2 separate regions of the Mus musculus genome follow, and region 2 is linked to region 1. A link is a contact called in public Micro-C data. All regions are on one chromosome and are shown on one strand. The core of a region is the stretch at or near the end of the contact, and the rest is flanking DNA. Distances in the headings are between cores, read along the strand shown. Region 1 overlaps Pip5k1b (phosphatidylinositol-4-phosphate 5-kinase, type 1 beta). Region 2 overlaps Pip5k1b (phosphatidylinositol-4-phosphate 5-kinase, type 1 beta).

Region 1 (4,443 bases), core at 1,446-3,945:
CTCTCAGCAGCCTGTTTGCAAATGGCTTGGGACCTTGACTTACACAAGACTAAAGCCAGGCATGCTTGTGGCTTCTAGAGATATGCTTGCCTCCTGTCCCTTCTACAGGACACAAATCTTCCCAAGCCATGTCACCCCCATAGTTTGTTCCAAAGTTGGCAAGAATTGATAGGTTAATGCTAGCTCAGCAAATATAACCAGAGGAGAAGTCCCCTGAGTGACCCTGCACAGCCACATGGCATCAGTGGGGTCTCTAATCATTACCTGCTTAAGCCAGTACGGGCTGCCCCAGATGGGTGTTGATTGGAAGCAGAGGCATTCCCACTGCCACTCCGGATAGAGCTGGATTCCCAGCAACCCAGGATCCTGCTAGTGGTCCCTACAAGCTTGTCTAGGCTTTGAAGATACCCTCTTCCCCTCTTGCAAAGCCCGATGAGTTGTCGATCAGAGGAGCCGGCTCCTGGTGTCTCCTTGGGCTTCAGTCTTCTTATCTATTAAATGGATTAGTGAATGCTCTTGATGGCCCTGTGCAGCTCAAACAGGCTCATTCATCCTGAATCAGAGGGAGTCAGTCGCACACGGTTGGCTCTCCAAAGAAGGGACAGTCATTCCCCAAACTCTGCAGTTTCTCTAACCGCCCCCCCCCCACACACACACACACAGCATTACGGTTCACTTAAACTTTAAGGCAATACGTCTAGAACATTAGACACCATTAATTTGTAGTTCTGGGGTGTGCTTTCTTGCTGGAGATATTTTATTATTTTTTAATGTTGTCCTACAACTGGGAAGACTCAGCTTCTTGCCTACCCATCAGTGACTTCATTTGCCTCTACATTATGGAAGAATGATAAAGAAAATCCAGTCTGGCCTGCGCAACTTCTCTCTCCTTTCTTTTTGACCTAATTCGAAAGCTCTGGATCCCAACCATTTCTATCCCAGCCATCTTTAATTGAACGGCCCTGAAGGCTTCTGGGATGACATTCTCTTTGGTGACGTCACCCAGTGTAGTGTGAGGTCTCTTGTGAGGCTTTTCCCTTGAAGATTCGATGTTTCCTTCTTAGTAGTGATATCCTAACCCACTTTGTGGTCAACTGATCCAAACTAAGTATTTAATTTATATCCCTGTGAAATATGCAGACTTACACCACATTGATTTGTGTGTATTGGGTAACCTGAGATTTCCTTTTAGGGATCCACCCAAAGTTGTGCCTTTGGGCTTACAGAGGCCTTGTGACTTTTCTCTGTAACTTGAACTGGAATTTAAAAGGATGGTTGACCTCTGAGGAGAGATAACAGTTTCATCATTCAGTATTCAGGCATTTAATTCAGGTCCTACCAATGTTTCGCCCAACACTGCTTTCCAGAGGTCCTTCACCTTCACACTGTACACCCCTCGGCTTCCTGGCTCATTTGCAAATATTCAAATCCAAGGGAGATGGTTTTTTAAGATGGCTTTATCCAGTGTGACCAAAGATGTTTCCTGTTGAATGCTGAGCTGATGAGCCACAGATTGGGGTATTGAAAAGCAAACAACAGAACTGAGTGGGCCGCACTGATGGGAAATGCGAGCTTCTGCCGTTCTCCTAGCGGGATGGTCGCGTGGATATCAGCCCCCGATGCTGCCTGTCACCCTGGGATGCTAAGGCAGCCTGCCTGGGGAGGGGAACCAACAAAAAGCCATTCCCACTGGGAAATGGAGTGGGAGAGAGTGCCCTTTCGTGGCTCCCAGGGAACGGGTTGTCAGTGAGAGGTGAAGGAATTGCATTCTTATTAACAGAGAAATCTAAAGGATGGCTGCCACCCAACAGCGACTTCTCTCCTTCTGTTACTCAATCCCATTGCCTTTACACTGGCCACATTAGCATCCTCTCAATAACACGCCCTTTATCTGTGAAAGTGCTTCTGCAAAATGGCTGTTTGAAGTGCAAAAATAACTGCATGTAAGGAAAAGAAACAGTTAAACCCCACCCCACCCCCAATTCTCTGCCATACTAGTATTGGAGATTAGTGTGCTGACCTACTGTCAGCCCTTGGACAGCTTGATTATTCGGTGTGTTTGGGGTTGTTAATGCTACCCTTTGATCATGGGAAGAAGGGTGGCAAAGAAGTGAGCGTGGTTGAATAAACAGCTGCCACGCCATGGTGTGGGAGGAAAGCCTGAGAAAATACCAAGACAAACGCTCAACAAATTAGGTCACAGGGGTCTTAGAAAACTCAAAGCAGGGGCTTTGGCAAAAAGAAGCTGAGTTTCTGAACTTGAATCCTTAGGCTTGGAGGTGAATGATGCCTCCCCGGCCACACCGCATCAGTAAGGGTCTCTAATCTTTACCTGCTTAAGCCAGTACCGGCTGCCCCAGGGGGTGTTGATTGGAAACTCTGGCATTCCCACTGCCTCTCCCGAGGGAGCTGGATTCCCAGGTCTAGGTTACTCCAGGTCTAGGGGATCTAGTGCCCTCTTCTGGCCTCTCCAGGCACCAAACATGCACAGATACACATGCAGACAAATACGTATGCATATAAAATAATAAAATAAAATTTAAAAATATAAACAAAGCTGACCAAGTCTGACAGTACATGAGAAGGGGTCCAGGGGAGGAGCCTGAAGGCCTGGCTTTCCTTTGTTTGTTGGCCTGTATTACTCTCCTGCTGTAAGAAATTATCACAAACTGTGTGGCTTAAGCAACAGAAATGTGTCACCTCCTAGAGGCCCTGGGTCTGAACACAACATACCCACAGTGCCTTGCTCCCAGAGCGGATGTGAGGACAGATCGCTACCTGTGCTTGCAACCTCTCTGGGCTTCATATGTTTACTGGTAGTCGGAATCACTTTTCCTCTGATTCTGAAAGCAAGCCCCTATGATTGACAGCCACAAACTCACTGATCGGTGTCCCTCCTTTCCACAAACCCTCTGCTGCCACCTACTGGTGAAAAGGCAGCTCTGCCCATGGGTCTGGGGGAGTGACTGAAGGCTCTATTGAAACCTAATGAAGAGTGAGTATGGGGCTCAATAACCTGTTTCCTCTTGGTGCACTTGACCACATTCTTCCAGCATAATGCATCTCAGCTCATCAGGTAGCAGAGTCTTTGGGCATCAAAGGCATCTCATACCACAGGCCTAGCATCTGCCGTCTCAGGTTGGCCTGGAGGCTGCAGTTAGAATCGTGCAAAACAGAGAGGAGAGAGGCTCATCTCTCAGACTCCAGCATGCGCTTCTCACCCACTTTAGTCTCTGGGAAAGCCTCCTCTTGACCCTTTAATCCAGCATAGAAAATGCCACTTCTGCAGTTGAGACAGCAAGGGTAACACTTGATCTTAGCCAAAAGGCCGAGAAGCGTCAGCAAGTGTAACATAGTAGCAACAAACACCCAGTGCTCCAGGCCTCCCTTATGCTGTCTGTGACCTATCCTGCTTAGGGGAGTAGGATTAAATATAATAAAATGAAAATATGGATAATTTAAAGACAAGAGTATTCTTTAAATCCGTGGGGCTCCTGGCCACTGTTTCTTTTTGCTAGAGCTGTCACAGCCAAGCACTAGGATAAGTCACTTTAGAGTGTAGGAAGGTCTTCTTTCGTGTCTCTATAGACTGGGAGTTAGTTCACAGTCAGGTGTCAGTGGGGTCCCTAGCTCCATTTCCAGAGAATCTGTGTAGGCCTCTCTACTTGGCTTACAGATAACTGTCTACTCCCTGGGTCTACACAATGTCTACTCTGTGTGTGTCTGTGTGGTCCAAACTCCCTGTGTCTAGAACAGTAGTTCTCAACCTTCCTAATACCATGACCCTTTAATACAATTCATATTGTGGTGATGTCCCAACAAATAAAATTATTTTCATTGCTACTTCATAACTGTAATTTTGCTACTGTTATGAATTATAATGTAAACATCTGTGGGTTTTTTTTTGATGGTCTTAGGCAACACCTGTGAAAGGGTCATTTGTGCCCCACCCCCACCCAAAGGGTCACAACCCGCTGATTAAGAACCATTGCTCGGGCTGGTGAGATGGCTCAGTGGGTTAGAGCACCCGACTGCTCTTCCGAAGGTCCAGAGTTCAAATCCCAGCAACCACATGGTGGCTCACAACCATCCGTAACAAGATCTGACCCCCTCTTCTGGAGTGTCTGAAGACAGCTACAATGTACTTACATATAATAAATAAATAAATAAATTAAAAAAAAAAAAGAACCATTGCTCTAGTAGGACACTCGTCCTGATGAAATAGGACCTAATCTACCATCTCATTTAAACAGATCTCCTCTGTAAAGACCCTGTCTCCAAACAAGGCCATACTCTGGGTGAATGACAGTTAGGGGCCTCCACCTTAGAGGGACATGGGTTAGCCCATGACAACCATCGTGTACTCCAGTAGAAAGCAGCACTACCTCTCCGTACTTCCACAGACAGGGCCTGGTGAGCCTTCGGCTTCACAATGTCCTTAGC
Region 2 (4,443 bases), core at 1,102-3,601, 42 kb before region 1:
TAGCAACCAGATGTGCCTGTCCCTGCCTCATGTGCCTTAGAGATGGTGTCCCTAGCAACCAGATGTGCCTGTCCCTGCCTCATGTGCCTTAGAGATGGTGTCCCTAGCAACCAGATGTGCCTGTCCCTGCCTCATGTGCCTTAGAGATGGTGTCCCTAGCAACCAGATGTGCCTGTCCCTGCCTCATGTGCCTTAGAGATGGTGTCCCTAGCAACCAGATGTGCCTGTCCCTGCCTCATGTGCCTTAGAGATGGTATCCCTAGCAACCAGATGTGCCTGTCCCTGCCTCATGTGCTTTGTTTTTGCTGTTGCAAAAACACATTTAAAGAAAAACACTTCTTTTTCCCTTTGCCGCTAATCATTACATTTTTGTAAAAATAAGTGATAAACAGTTATACACTTGACTCCATGCAAAAAGACAAAATTTTCATCATTTTTTAGTGAGGTGTGTGTGTCTGTGTGCGCATTTGTGCATACGTATGTGGCCATTCACAAGTGTGAACTTGGTATGCATGTGCCGTGCACATGTGGAATTCAAAGGACGACCTCATGTGCGCCAGTTGTCATCTTCCGCCTTTTTTGTGACAGTGTCTCTGTTTTCCTGCCTCATAAGCGAAGTTCATTGGCCCAGGAGCTGCCAAGAGTCTCCTGTCTGCCTCCAAGATTGTGGAAGTAGAGATGTACTTGCTTTGTGTCACCTTTTACGTGCTCTGGGGAGTCAAACTCAGGTCCTCACATTTGCTTGAGTAGCAAATGCTTTCTATCCAGTGAGCCATGTTCATAGCTTTTTACCCACCTCTGCCTCCTGTTTTTGAGACAAGGGCTCAATGTAGCACAAGCCAGCCTTAAATTTACATTCATGGTATGTGTCGTTCATTCATCATACTCATCAGTACTCTCGAATATATATATATATATATATATATATATATATATATATATATATATATACATATATTTTATTTATTTATTTATTTATTTATTTATTTATTTATTTGCTAATATTGCTATGGATTGAACTCAGGGCCTCAGCAGCGCTCAGCAAGCACTCTGTGACTCTGCTACAGATCCCACGAGCAGATTCATTAAAATAACCTCTCTAAATACATATTACTCATGTAGCTACAAAGACACTTCGTGCATTGTTTTGTACGTGAGACCTTAATGACTAAGGTAAAAAGAATGTATCCATGGCTTTCAGAGCTGCCACATCTGTGAGTCCAGAGTTCAGCATGGTCTTTGGCGAGCTAACGTTTGGTGGTTGTATCTTGTTGCTCTGCCTTCCTCTTGGCTGCATAGAAGAGTCCAGACTGTTGGGTAGCAGATGGGGCAGCACTGGCTCTGGAGAAGCGGACAAGTGTGAGACAGCGGGGGTTGGTTTGGATCGCTTCACCTGCAGAACCACCAGAAAGCTTCCTTCCTCTGTAGATGACTTAAGTCACTTAAAGTACATAAAGGACATTTGACTCGCCCAGCTTTCTAGGTTTGAAGACATTCAATGTGACATATAATAGCTTAATATGAATGCGGGCTATGAATGTTTAAATCTGGCTTCTCAGTCAAGCCCCTCGATGTATGGTGCAGCAGATGCAGGGGGCTGTACCCCATGAGTGTAAGTGACACTTGGAGGGTAGCAGAAAAGTCACAGCAAGGCTTCAGCAACGTTAAGAACAGTTCTCATAACAATGGTACTTCTTTATAGTTTGCTACTATGGTCATTATCAGGAGCGTATCATTCAATGCCCTCTTGAATCATTTCCTGAAATTTCCAGCACTAAGGGAATGGTATTTGGGGTTGGGGTTTTGTAATGGTTGTGGTTCTTGGTGGTGGTGGTGATGGTGGGTGGGTAAGTGGTTTGTTGATATCAGAAGGGTTCTTAAGTGCTCTATCTCTTGGTAAGAGCTATTAAACTCCTGAGCATTCGCAGGGATTCTTCGGGCTCTGGCCTCCCCCTGAAGCCAGTCCTGTGGCCAGATAGAGTCTAGCTACCTCTCCATGCCCGCCCACCCAGCTGTGCACTCTGGGCACTGTGCTCTAATTATGCACATCTTCTCTCCTGCTGATGCTAGCTCACCTCCAGATGTGCATGTGGGAAATGGACCAGTGAGCCTTCTGTCTATAATACTCCAAGAGTCTTTCCCCTCTCTTTGGTGCTCCGTTGCTTTAAGCAGTTTTCTCTGGCATTCTACTGTGGTATTTGGGATCTCATACTTAGCTATCAGTCAGGGTTCAGTTGCAAGAACTAAACATGGACTCCATCGGAAGCAGAAGGGAGGAGCTGGGTGTTTGCAGTGTGTGAGGGAAGGGAGGCCCAGAGGCATTGATCAGTCATGGTCACTCCACTGAGCCCACCCTCCTGCAGCTGGGTGGTGCTCAACCTCTCCCAGAGACAACTGAGAAAGCATTTCTGAGATCCCAGGACGCCCTTACAAGAAGCCAGCTAGCAAGCTCAGGCAGTTTCACTTTTCCTGACACTTCTCAGCTGATGAGGAGACCTGAGGACCCTCTGGGTGCCACCCTTTCTTCTTCATCCTCTTGCCTGTCTCCTGCCTGCTCTCCCCACAGGCGTTTCTGCTGTTAGCCTTCTTGTGTACAAAAAGCTGGAAGATCTACCACAGTTACCTTCTCCTTAGGGAAATCATGAGGATCAGAGACTCAGGGATGCTAAAAAACCCTGAAGAGAAATATAGCCCGAGGAGCCCTGGGAGTGAACACCCCTGAATGCTTAGCCCACCGAGCTCAGCCCTGCTTATTTAGCAGGGAAAGCTAATCGGCAAACTGTCCTTATCATGGTTGTCTTATTTCTTTAGTACAGTACATGGTATTTCTTGAAATCAGAATTGACATGATTGTAAGTGTCTCATCTGGCTTAACTAAGTTTTAAAACCAAATACAGACAGCCTGGGGAGAAAATGCATCAAACAAGGAACGGGAAAGTACATCAAATATTGACATTGCAATTTACAGCTGAGATTTTTCTGTTTCTCTGTGAGTCATATTTCTGTTCCAAGTGGCCTGCTTTCTCATTTAAACACGTTATCCTTATCTGTGCTCATATAAGCTATAAATACTTCAAGTATCTGCTGTCGTCCTCTGTGTCTTTAGAGCCCTTAACGTTGAGGCATTGAACGGCATCCAGAGAAGTCCACACCTAAATTATGTATTGCAGTAGGAAATGGCTGTCTCTAGAATTCTTTTTAGACTATCTTTCTTTGTGACTTTTAAAGTTCCACTGGTTTCTTTGAATCTGGTTTGTTAAGTATACTCTCAAAATTGACTAGGGAGCAAAGAGAAAAGTTATGATGCCTTAAAAGTATATTTTTAACTGCTGATTGAGAGTATGTTCTCTCTCTCTCTGTTTCTTTCTGTTTCTGTCTCTCTCTCTGTCTCTCTCTCTGTCTCTGTCTCTCTCTCTCTCTCTCTCTGTTGGGTGGAAGGTATGTACATATGTATGTACACATCTGTCTTTCGAAAAGTCAGGAATCTGCCTGCCTTTGTCTCCCTGGTGCTAGAAATCTGAACTTGGGTCCTTGTGCTGCTTGCTTGGCAAGCACTTTACCAACTGGGCAGCCTCCCCAGCTCCAGAAGTCCATACTTAAAGGCTCTACTATAAGATCTTAGGTTAGAGCGTATGGCTCACAGGAATACAAAGACACTCCATCAGCAACCTGCCTCACAAACAAATCATAGGTTATAAATCTGAATTCCTGGTACTTGAATTTTTCTTACCTACTGAGAAATCTGTTCTTCGAAAGGAGATATGAACTGAGTGCCAACAACTAGAGGGGCAAATAGGTTTTATCTCCAAACTAAGAGCAATTCAACTTAGTGCTGTGAAATAAGTTATATACATGACTATTCATTCTTTCCATGATTCCCTGCACAGTTGGGAGCAAAGCTGGGGCTCTGTTTATGCATACAGGTTGAAAGCTCACTTCACCCCCAATGTATCTGTGCTCCCCCATCCCAGAAGCCCTTACCAGCATCACTGTGGTAGCTAGTCTCATGTATTTGTCCGTGTTTTCCTGGTGGCTCTCTCTAACATCTAGCCCACTATTAAAATGTGGAGTTTTATGAGAAGAGCAGATACCATAGGAGAAGCAACTGGCCATGCTGGGAGCCAGCTGGCAAAACCTTTCTAACTGATGAGTCCAGCAGCTAGATCTCAGGCTGCTGATTCGGAAGGTCTGACAGCAGTCCTGAGCCCTCTTCTTCCCCCATGAGTATTGTCAACCTAGGAGCCAATGAGCTGATTCCTGCAGCTATGAGTCTCTTCTCCCAAACTGGTCAGATTAAAGCCATGGCAGGAGAGCCCTCCATGCTAAAGTAGGTGAGAGACCCCTTGTCTTAGTTAGGGTTTCCGTTGCTGTGAAGAGACACCGTGACCAAGACAACTAAGAAAACATTTAATTAGGTCTGGCTTACAGTTTCAGAGGTTCAGT

Evidence for each region. Hi-C and Micro-C count contacts between places; a contact is called where the count stands out from the background.
Region 2: a Micro-C map of the HL-1 cell line shows a contact between it and region 1, with 2.9 times the contacts expected there. A contact is called at or near these places in 25 of 484 Hi-C or Micro-C datasets (the AML12 cell line, the HL-1 cell line, cardiomyocytes and 9 more), 7 of 130 datasets of targeted methods (cardiomyocytes, embryonic stem cells, heart atrium and 1 more) and 2 of 9 other capture datasets (embryonic stem cells and pancreatic islet).

Annotation. Positions count from the first base shown.
Region 1 is chr19:24,299,568-24,304,010 of GRCm38.p6, reverse strand. All of the region lies in intron 14 of Pip5k1b (phosphatidylinositol-4-phosphate 5-kinase, type 1 beta), which reads left to right. Among named protein-coding and RNA genes, the nearest start is that of Fxn, 21 kb to the right of the region's middle.
Region 2 is chr19:24,341,604-24,346,046 of GRCm38.p6, reverse strand. The region is part of intron 13 of Pip5k1b (phosphatidylinositol-4-phosphate 5-kinase, type 1 beta); the gene reads left to right. Among named protein-coding and RNA genes, the nearest start is that of Fxn, 63 kb to the right of the region's middle.